Regions from separate parts of the Mus musculus genome. Here region 1 is linked to region 2. Evidence: chromatin contacts called from public Micro-C data. All regions are on one chromosome and are shown on one strand. Each heading gives the region's core, a stretch centred on a gene start, on an enhancer-like site or on the middle of the called end of the contact. The rest is flanking DNA. Distances are from core to core; before and after follow the strand shown. Region 1 holds the start of Lrrc7 (leucine rich repeat containing 7). Region 2 holds the start of Wls (wntless WNT ligand secretion mediator).

Region 1 (5,533 bases), core at 349-2,848, 1.3 Mb after region 2:
GAACCTTGCAAAGGATTTCTGTAATGGGGCATAAGCCGTGATGAGCTATTTTAATAGATTTTCAATTCCTATCTAATTTTTTTCACAGCATCTCCTCCAGCTGAGATATTGTAACTTACAGTGAGATGTTCACAGAACAAATCTGCGGGGGGGGGGGGGGAAGAGTTCAACAAAAGTTAGGTTTAAAAAAGTGTCCTTTCAACAAATTTTGTCATTTCTTTGCCACTTTCAGAAGAAGTTTTACACTGTTTCACAATGCTTTTTTTCTTAAAAATGTGGTTTTCCAAAATGCACTCCTTTCCTCTTCTTTGTGTAAATTAAGGGAAGTCTCCTTAAGAGGCCACCAACCTTTTCACCTTTTCCAGATAAAGCAGTAATCCTCTTCCATGACTATCTATAGATGAAGTCTCAGTCTCCAATCTCTTCCTAGACAATTCCTGGCAGCCTGGGGTGGGGGCAGGGTTCGATGTTTAACCTTGAAGACTTTTCGTATTCCAGATATAAGATACATGCCAGCACTTTTGGGAGTTCACCCAACTCCAAGTAGCATCTGAATGTCACAGTCCACTGGCATTGGAGAGAAAAGGGGGAGGCCCCTAGCCCTATCACTTCTAAATCACAGAAGAATCCCGGGATAGAAGGAATTCGGTTTCGTCTAGAAAGCAGGGGGTCTAAATATAGCACTAGTCTCATCACTATGCTTTTTAAAGCTTTTTGTACATGTCTGTATTTTTCTGTGTGTGCTTTCCGGTGAATATGTGTGGAGGAGCGAATGTTCCTGAGTTCGGGGCAGAAGGAGCAGGATTGTGAATAAATGAAAGGAAGTTGGGAAACACTTCTCATTTTTTGTACATCCCCTGAACAGCAATCTCAGACCAAAATGGAAAGGGGTCTTGAAAGCTGCCATTGACTCTCTATGGTAGTACTGAATAAGCCACTGGACTCAGAAGCAGACCTTTTCCTTGGGCAGCCTGCAACCTGCAGCCTGCAACGCAGGCAGGGAGGAAACCCCGAGGAGGCACTCCTGGCGGTCTCTTTGCTGAGGTAGCAGGAGCGGCAGCCTGCGGAGCCACGCGCAGCGTCACTGAACTGGTGCGGGAGCACCCAGCGCACAGGCCTGGAGCCGCGGTGCTGGCGGATTCCCGGCGCTGCAGAACACCGTGCCGCCAGCAGGAGCGCCCCGGGCTGGTGGGAGAACGCCGGGGGAGCCCGCGCTGCCCCGTGCGAGCCTGATGACACCTGCTTTGTGTACTCCAGGCAACTGAGGGACCTAGAGAGCTCAACTGGCTGTCTAAAAGCTGCGGGTGGTAACGGAACCAGAGAAAGCTAGAACATCTCATTTCTCCGCGGGACTGAGATCTTGCTCCTCCAAATTGCAGGGAGTCCAAGTAGAGGTCATAAGGGGCAAGCAAGGTAGTCCAAGAATGGCTGAGGTCTGGCAAGGTGGTGGTCATCCTCTCTGAGCCCTGGAAAATCTCCTTGACATTTTTCACACTTTGAAGCAGCTGCAGCTGGTGTCGTCGGAAAAGGGGGTGGGAGGAAAGAGAGGGGGCGGGGAGAGTGGGGAGTCACAGGCGCGAGCCAGGAGCAGCGCCTCGTCTGCCAATCCTGGCACCTGTGCGCCAAGCCGCGGCACCACGGAGGACCCCGTTCCGGGCCAACCCTGGGCTCCAAGCCACGGCCACCCAGCCTCTGGGCAAGCGCGACCTGCAGCCGCCCACCCAGGACCCCCGCCGCCACCCGCAACTGCGGGAGCGCAAGAGCCCAGCCAGTGCTTGCTGCGCCCCGGGCCACGGGGTCCCTCGCCTCTTCAGAGGCGTCGCGGCCAGCCGGGGCAGCAGCCGAGTTGGGTACACGATTCGCCCGCGCTGCCTTTCTCTTCTCCACCCAGGATTTATTGTCTGTGGAGCCTTCTGGGGGCGGGGAGGGAGCTGCGCCTCCGCCGCCGCCGCCGCCACTGCTGCTGCTACGGTCGCTAGCGCGGCGCTCTGGGCGGGCGGAGGCCGGGGACTGGCCGCAGTGGTGCTCCGGGCGGGCTCCCGGCTCCCCAGGGGCGCCTCTCCTCTCCTGCACCTGAAGGGCAGTGGCACCATGGTCTGACACCGCATCTGCCTGGAGTCCCCTCTGCCTTTGCTTCGGAGGACTCCCCTACTGGCTTCACTGCGGACCCCAGAGCACTTTAAGGAGTAACCCTCAGCAGCTGCAAGGCCTTCACTCCTTGGACCCTCATGGGTAGTTTCTGCTTCCGGCGATGTGAGTAGGGCATTGGGGGACCTCTGCCCACGGTCCAGGAGTGGGGATCTGGGAGGCTCAGGTGGCCCGGGTGCCTCAGCGTTGGGGCGGTTGCCGGTCTGTGGAATCCAGCGATAGCTGGACAAGTGCTTAGGAGCCCGGCGCTTTGGATGGTCAAGGGACTCTAAAGGGTTACATATTGCGAAAAGGAAAGGTGAGGAGCGAGTGCGGGGAACTGATGCTGGGACCACGGAGTCCTGAGAGATATGGCTTTCTGCATTTTTTTTTTTTTTTTGATCCTGGGGTATCCAGTCTGCTTTCCCCGTGGTGTGTGAGGGATGGAGCAAGTGTGATACACACACACACACACACACACACACTTGTGGCAGCACACACTTGTGCTTTATCTTGAAAGGTGTATTACTGTCTTGGTGTCTATAAAGGAATTATTGGGGTGTCACTGAGGGTGAAAAGAAAAGGGTGGGGTTTGGGGAGAAGAATGGGATGGGAAAGAAGGAAAGACTAAAGGACAGAAAGAAGTGGGAAGGGATGGGGCGAGTGCTTTCCTTGGAGTCTGAGAAGATGCTTGACTCTCTAAGCCAGGCAACTCCTTTGTGTTCTGTGAGAGAAGCTAGGGAATCTCACTGCTCCTGGTACAGCTCTGGGTCCCTTGGCATCCTCCGGGGTCTTTTGGGATTCAGGACATGCCTTGGATTGTATTTGAAAAAGGAGCTAAGACCGCCAATATTGGGGTAACTGTGACACTCTGCTTGCAGACAATTAGCTGGGCTACCAGAGATCTCCTATATCATCAAATTTAGAGTCAAGATGGGGGCGGGATGGGGGTGGGGGCTGCACAGATTGTCGTTAAAAACAGTGACTTCATAACCGAGATGGCTGCAAAATTGCTTCATTACACTACTTGGCCATCAGGGTTGGGGAGAGAAAAGATCCGCCTCCGCCCCCCACCCCCTTCTTGCTGGTTGCCCCTCCTCACCAAGGCACAAAGCAAGTGGCACCTCACCAGGCAGGGAAGGGGTTACTTTCACAACTCCTGGGAATCGGCCTCAGGAAGGAACCATCTGTGACTCCCACGTCCTTTCCAAGTTCTCCATCAAAAGGAATCTCAGAAAGCAGGAGGGGGTGGGTGGGAATTGAGGCAGCGGGCCTCCACCTGCTCTTTGCTATTACTTTCCCTGTACACTTAAGCACATCGGAATTACCTGCAGTGGTAATTGGGTCAGCAGGAGAGCATGTGCACCCGAGTCTCTAGATGGGGCTCTGCTGATGGATGAGAAGCAATTTGTGTTTGAGCATATTTTAACCTGAGCAAAATTTCTAAGCACAATAGAGGTTTTATCGCGTGGGCGAGCAGAGTGCATACCAGTGAAAGTGAACACGTGATCCCTCCAACGCAAGAGAAACTGTATTAGGAAGTAGCTTTTCTTTGTTTCAAGCTGAGCCTATGAGAAGCTCAGCATCCCAGTTGCTGAAGTTCCCTTTTATTTTTAATAAAGTTGACCAGAGGTGAAAGAAAGCGAAAGGGAACTCAGCCTGAGATGCCTCTTGGTTAGCAACATCCTACATTCTTTGTTTCAACGTTCCCTCCAGTACCCTCCATTCAGATATCTATCTGGTCCCAGCTGGTTCCTAGTTTGAAATGATACATTCTTTCTGAGGGCATAGGGGAAAGTTCTTCAGACCCTGAGCACAAGCACGTGCACATGGGTGCTCTAGAACACCAAAAGCTGCTGCCTTTCTGAAACGCGTGCTTCTGTCTCTGGTTGAAGCACTCCCAGTTGCTAGGTTCTAGAGAACCACCTGGAGGTCTTGCTGGGAATGAATAGAGCAGTCTGCCTGGCTTCCTTGAAAATACTCATCACAACAGGGAAGGGAGAGAAAGCAGGCTTCAGGGGTGATTTTATTTCTCCTTAACTATCTGAGACTAAAGTTATTTAGAGGTGTACTTAGCAATATCTGTATTTGAATTCCTCAGGTTTAAAAAATGTCCTGAATGTTGATAATCTATTAATTTAGTGTAAGTGGAGCTGATTTCCTACCCAATCATTAAGGGCAGTTACCTAACTTGGGAATCTCTTACTTCCAAGAGACCTTAAAAAGCTGATGTCTTTAAAATTTGAGCTGTATATGTCCTACCTGGACAATGCCCTTCCACCACACCAAGATGTCATGGGAGAAAAGGCACCCTCAATTTCCAGAATATGCCATGAGCTGAGAGATCTTTATGCACATTTTTTTTAATTTAACTTCTCAAAAAGATGTGTGCTCACCATGGCAACCCTTGCCTCCCACATCCAGGCTCCTGCACATATGCAGCTTCAGAATTAGAACAACTTCATAAGAAATGAACTTGGTCCAATTACAGGAGCCATGTTTTATTCAGAATTTTAGCATGCCTTTAGGCAAGCATGAATATTTTCTCAATTAATATAACATTCCATTATATTTTGTAAGCTTTTAATTTTTCCAATTTCTCCATAATTATAGAACGTAAACATGAACAGTTTAGTGTACTTTTTGTTTGCTTTGAATTTTTAGAAATTGAAGATATTGTTATTACAAATCTTTATTGCATATGAAAGGCATCCTGTATTACTGTCAGATTGCTAATCTGGGGTATTTCCAGTACATAGTGCATGGTCATAATTGTAAAAAAAAAAGTCTGTATTTGAATTTAAAACACTACATTTTTACAATAGCTGAAAAGTTGTAGATATTAGATTTTAATTGACATTAATATCTCACTGATGCTGTAATTTTGTTTGTTCAATGCCTGTAACCCAGGTGTAAGAATTGGTCACACATTCCACAGCACTAAAACTTTACACCTAAACCAAGAATACAAAGGGAAAGACTAACTGCTCATAAATTTATTGATGGGTTGTTTCTGGGTTGTTTTTTGTTTCTTTGTTTTTTGTTTGTTTACTCCACAAAAATTACTTCATGTTTTAGAAAATTCTAAATTTTGAAAATATGTGGTGCTCTTTAAACTCAAGAATTATAGTAGCCACACATACCAGCAATGAAAACATTATTTTGTTCTCTTCAGCAACTTACTTTTCAGGGCATCCTTTGTACTCCTTTTTGGGAATAAGAGAGGTCTAATTGTTCATGGGTTTGCATCTTGACTTTCAGAACAATTCTAATCTGTGACAGAGAGGACACATTCAGTTTGTGTTACTCTTTTCTGACTCTGAATGATATCCCCATGGAATGATAAAGTGGAGAGTTTCTAGGATCTTCTGAGAAACTTGATGCTTTCTCTGGGAATCTCTAAGGA
Region 2 (5,198 bases), core at 1,215-3,714:
AAAAACTTCCTCCAAGAAATGTTATGTTTCTTTTCTAAGAAAAGTTAGAACTAACGTAGTGTATTAAGTTAGGAAAATCTATTTAGGCAGGGCCTGCAGCTTCATTAACCAAGTTCTACCTTAGATGGGGTGGGTTGGGAACAACCTTAGCACTACTTACTTCCTACTTCAAACAACCCTAATTTGAGCAAACAACTGCTCTAACTGGTAATTCTAATGTCCAGCAAACACTTGCAGGGGGTCTTTGGGATCTCCACTGTAATGGTGAGGTTCCAGAAAACATGCTAGTTCCAGAAGTGCTATAGGGAACCTACTACAGGAACCAAGAGGTATGTGGGCCCACATCAGCTTCGTGGGGTGGGGTGGGGTGCAGCTACAGGAAACTGTAATGGTTTACTGTGTGCAAAAAACCTCAAAGGAGAAGGTCAGGCAAGGATAATAGGCCAATTTAATCCTGAAAGCACAAGGTGCAAGAAATTTTATGATGGTCTGCCACTGAAATCACACAAGATCCAATAGCATCCAACTGCAACTGCTCATCAAGGGAAACAAGAGGTGTAATTGTAACCGCGGTGTAATCACTGAGACTGCTTCTGCCTACAGCTCCCAGCAGAGAAGTATTAAGAGCCTGGAAAATCCAATTCAGAGAAAAAGAGATTGTACATGGCGTAACGAAACAAAAGCTGTGTGTGTGTGTGTGTGTGTGTGTGTGTGTGTGTGTGTGTGTGTGTGTGTGTTTCTGTGTGCTTTGCCCATATGGAGGACAGAGGCTTAGAAATGTGTACTCGACCTCCTCAGAACTCCCTTCTTGAAGCTTCTCCTCTCCTTTGTTTAAAACACTTAGCCTGGTGTTACAAAGATTGCCATTACCAGACACTCTGGAATGCTAACCCAACACACCCTAGTCTATAGGAAAAACACCGTACCCACTACTCTCACCCCCTCAAGGGAGCTCCTGCGCTGCCCAGGGACTCCCTCAAGAAGCACAGACCCCTGCTTGAGCTCTTCCACCCAGCCAAGAGCAACAGCCAGCCCCAAGGAAGCTAAGCTGCCCAGCAGCGCCCGCTCCGAAGTTGGCACTGAAGTTTGTCCAAGGATGTCCGGAACCTTGAGGAGAAAGGGACATGAGGTGGAAAAGACAGTAGGAGTAAGTTGAGTTTTCCGAGTGGATCCTAAGGCAGAAGGTCAGTTACGTTCGAAGCCTTTTTTTTTTTTTTTTTTTTTGGTGCGCACTGAGAAAGTCTCCCTGGCGCCTGGGAGCTGTCACCTGAGGGCAGCCCAGGAGGGAGCAGGAAACATCCTCCTGGCGCCAGGGGAGGACCTCAGGCTTCAGACTCACTGGATCTTGGGGCTCAAAGCAGAGGGGGAGGGGAGATGGCAGAGGGGACAAGAGGCAAAAGCAACACCTTTCAGACAGGCTTTCTCCTACGCCCTCTCCAAGTTCGTGCTGAGAGGGCCAGGACTCTCCCAAACCACTCTATGAGTCCTCAGTTCAAACAAGTCCACCGCCAGAGATGGGTGGGGTGGCGGCATGGAAGCCAAGGGCTTAAAGGTTGAGACCCTAAAACCAGCTCTAGTCCCTCGCCGAGACAACCTAATGCATTTACACAAGCCACAGCCAGTAACAGCTCGCGGCTGGCACAGGGCTTAGCTCCCGACTCCCCTGTTATTCCTAATAAAGTCGATTACGTTGCCCTCCCGGTGCTGATTGGAAGGGAACCGAGAGGGAAAGGGGGGCGGGCGAGGGAAAGAGCACGGGGAGCAATCAACTTTGCGACCCAGCACTTCCTCGCGATCCGTCGCCATGCTTAAGATCCACCCCCACCCCCTCCTGCCTTTCAAGTGGATACTGAAACTAGGCCAAAACTTTTCCCCTCCTTTTCTCTTTGCCACTAGACTGGATTGTGCCCCATGGAGCCCCATGGAGCTCTGCTTTCTTAAGCACAATAGCCGGACTAATTAGATCATAGAGGCAAGGCAGCGATACTGTAACAAGTAGCCCAAGAGGCAAAAGAGGGAAGGGCCGAAGAAAGGGAAAGGGGAAAGTTTGCAGCTCTCACACTTACCGATCAAGCCTCCCACCAGAAAGGCAACGATTTGGAAAACCAGAAGAATCCCTCCAACAATGCAGAGCTTCTTGGTACTCATGTTTTCTATAATTGCCCCAGCCATTTCTGCGACCCCCTTTCTTTTCTCCTTTAAGTAAATGTTTTAGGGTATGCTTTCGCTTCCCCTCTCCTTCTTCCTTGCCCTCTTTTCCTGGTGCTGCAAAACTTCAAGGGTGCGTTAGCAGAGGAGGTGGGACAGACCGCAGGCGCCCGCGCGGATGCCTGGGCGAAGCCGCTTGGGCTCCCCAGATGCCCAGAGCTGAGACTGCGGCCGCCCGGCAGCCAGTGGACGCTTAAAGAAGCAGGGAAGCGGATCACATGACACGCCTCCCTCTCTTTCTTCCTCCCTCCCTCTCGCGCTTCCTCCCTCCCTCCCTCCCTCTCTTCCTCAACCCTGGCCCGCCAGTTCAGGGATCTCAGCTCCCGCCAGCTCTGGCTACCCGCCCTCAGGTCTGGCCTGCAGCTTGCCCCGGCAACAGCTAACATCTTGAGGGGGGTCGGGTGGCTGGTGTTGTTAAATGGGCTTGGCATACGCAGTCTCTACCATGTTTCCTTTTCGGGTTCCCAAAGTATGGGATTTAAGTTACTCATGGGCCTCTTTGCAAACCCTTAACTTACATGTTGAACCCACCCCACCACCAGCCATTTGAACGCTAGGAAAGAGGTGAATTTTAAAAAGGAGTCTAATGAAGTTAAGTCAAAGTATAAAGAGAAGAAATAAGGTCTCTGTTCTGGTACCTTCTGCCTTGCCCTATCCTGGAATTATAACCCGCTAAATTCCTCATTACACGGCCCTTCAAGAGCCTTATTATCCAGACAAATCAAACGTCTGTTCCTTACTCTACCCTGGACTGCCAGTCTTGGTGTTGACTATTACCTAAACGCTTTAAAGTTCATTGAAAACTCGACTTGTTTTAAAATTCTTGTTTTGGTTTTTTACACCACCTTTATGTTCCAAGGGTCGATCCCCTCCAATCATGCTCTCACATTTTCACCTTCTATAAGGTCTTATGAATGCACATTTGTTTCCATTACTAAGCTGTAAATTTCTGGGAGACTGGGACCAAGTTCAATTCTCTTTGTATCTGCCCCCACCCCTCAGTGCCTAACAAAATTCTCACACTAGGAGACCCTGCATGAACTTTGGTGGAATGAATAAATGAGTGAATGTTTAAGCAAGCCCACAGCTTGCATTTAAAAAGCCTAAAGGACTTTAGTTGGGTAGGTAGTATACATGTTAAATAGTACCAGTTAGAGTTTCAGGTGGGTGGTCACAGCTACTAGGAGGCTGAGTCAGGAGGATTAGTAATTTACGACCAACCTGGATAATTTTAGAGACCCTATCTCAAAACAAAAACTAAAAAGTGATCTGGGCCTCTTGTTTAACTTGATCTGAGGTCCTAGATTCAAACCCCATGGAAGGCAGAGGAGGAAAGAGAATGTTAGCTCTTTGAGAGATTTACTTATATTGATACACTACATCCAAGGAAAAGTGGTGATCTTAAGAGATTTCTTGATAAGGCTGACCCAAACTCCAGGGCCTGGTTTTTCCATGTTTCATAAACTGTCTATTTAGCCAATGCAACTCAAATCACACATTAGCTTTATAAAGGTACCTCCTGGCCTCCCAGTACAGGTTTCCAAAGCCACCAGCATACCTGATTTCTTGCTTCTTGTCATCTTCCTGTGGAGGAACTATTTACTGTCCTCTTCTTCCTTCAGTTACTTGTCCAACATTTGCTTACAATCTTAATGTGTTTTCTTTTCCTTCCTGAGCACTAGAGATTATATCAAAACTTCAAGAGTATTCTGAAGGAACTACAGGGTAGTTGTGATTCACTGTATAATGATTTTCCAAATTGTAATTGCTGTGTGTGTGTGTGTGAGAGAGAGAGAGAGAGAGAGAGAGAGGAAGAAGAAGAAAGAGGGAGGAGGAGGAGGAGGAGGAGAGAAAAAGAAGGAAGGAAAAGGAAAAAGGAGGGAAGGGAGGAAGAAATTGATATCCTTATTCCATAGGGATCCTGCTGGAAACTGGATAATGGGATTGCTAAAACTGAAGTGTTCATTTCAATTGGCTCATGGCCCTTTAAGAATCATCTTTTTATATCACCGTCCCTGCTTCATCAAGCCTAAGCATAAAATCAGATAGAGTCTTAGTTACTTTTCTATATCCATGATAACACATCATGACCTTGACAATTTCTAGAATAAAGAGTTTATATGGACTTACAGTGCCAGTGAGTGAGAGTTCATGATTTTAGAGTAAAGGTATGGCAAAGGAACAGTTGATTCCCAAGTAGGAGGGAGAGGGAAAGATAACAGGGAATCCCTGAGCCGTTTGAAACTTCAAATTCTACCCCTGGTGAAAACTCTTCTCTGATAAGACCACATTTCTTCCTCCTTCCCAAAACAAAACAAAACAACACAAAACAGAACAAAAGGTTCTACCAATTGAGAAACAAGTGTTTAGATACATAAGCCTATGGAGGCAATCTCATTCAAACCATTACAGTTACCTTCCATGTATCATTGGTCTTGAATAGGTTTCTTTGCATATATAATGGAAAGCTTTGAGTAAATGTGTTATTCTTTTCTCATAGAGTGGGTTTTGTGATAGGAGTTTCTCCATGAGATGCTTTTAAATTTCAGTTTCTGTTGTCTTTGTAAATATTAATAATGACTATCAAAATTCATTTCCCAATTTGATAACATAAATATGTAGAAAAAAGGCTTAAATGTTTTTCCTGGAATGGAATCTAGATTCCTGCCCCTGCTGTGTGAAACTACAGTACATTATAGTTAATAGTGCGCTCCAAGGCTCAATGTTCTCACCTATAAAAGAAAAATGATAATAATACCAAGCGTATGGTATGTTCTTACAAGGTATAGACACTTATATAAGTGTATAAGAAGACACAACAATTGAATCAATAATCTTGATCAAAGAAAGAAAGCTAGAAACTCTGGTGCTTTCTGAGCATGCACAAAACCCTAGTTTTAATCCTAGCAGTGCATAAACTGGGTATGGTGGCACACATCTGTAATCCCAGCACTCAACAGGGAAGATCAAGAAGATCAGAAGTCATCCTT

What was found. Hi-C and Micro-C count contacts between places; a contact is called where the count stands out from the background.
Region 1: a Micro-C map of embryonic stem cells shows a contact between it and region 2, with 6 times the contacts expected there. The contact joins the promoter of Lrrc7 here to the promoter of Wls in region 2. A contact is called at or near these places in 7 of 39 promoter capture datasets (cranial neural crest, embryonic stem cells, hippocampal neurons and 2 more), 3 of 484 Hi-C or Micro-C datasets (all in embryonic stem cells) and 1 of 115 datasets of contacts at active chromatin or transcription factors (astrocytes).

What each region holds. Positions count from the first base shown.
Region 1 is chr3:158,557,826-158,563,358 of GRCm38.p6, reverse strand. Lrrc7 (leucine rich repeat containing 7) reads left to right here and starts at 1,598. Exons shown (of 28, transcript NM_001081358.3): 1 at 1,598-2,253.
Region 2 is chr3:159,836,916-159,842,113 of GRCm38.p6, reverse strand. Wls (wntless WNT ligand secretion mediator) reads right to left here and starts at 2,464. Exons shown (of 12, transcript NM_026582.5): 1 at 2,067-2,464. The coding sequence starts at 2,172.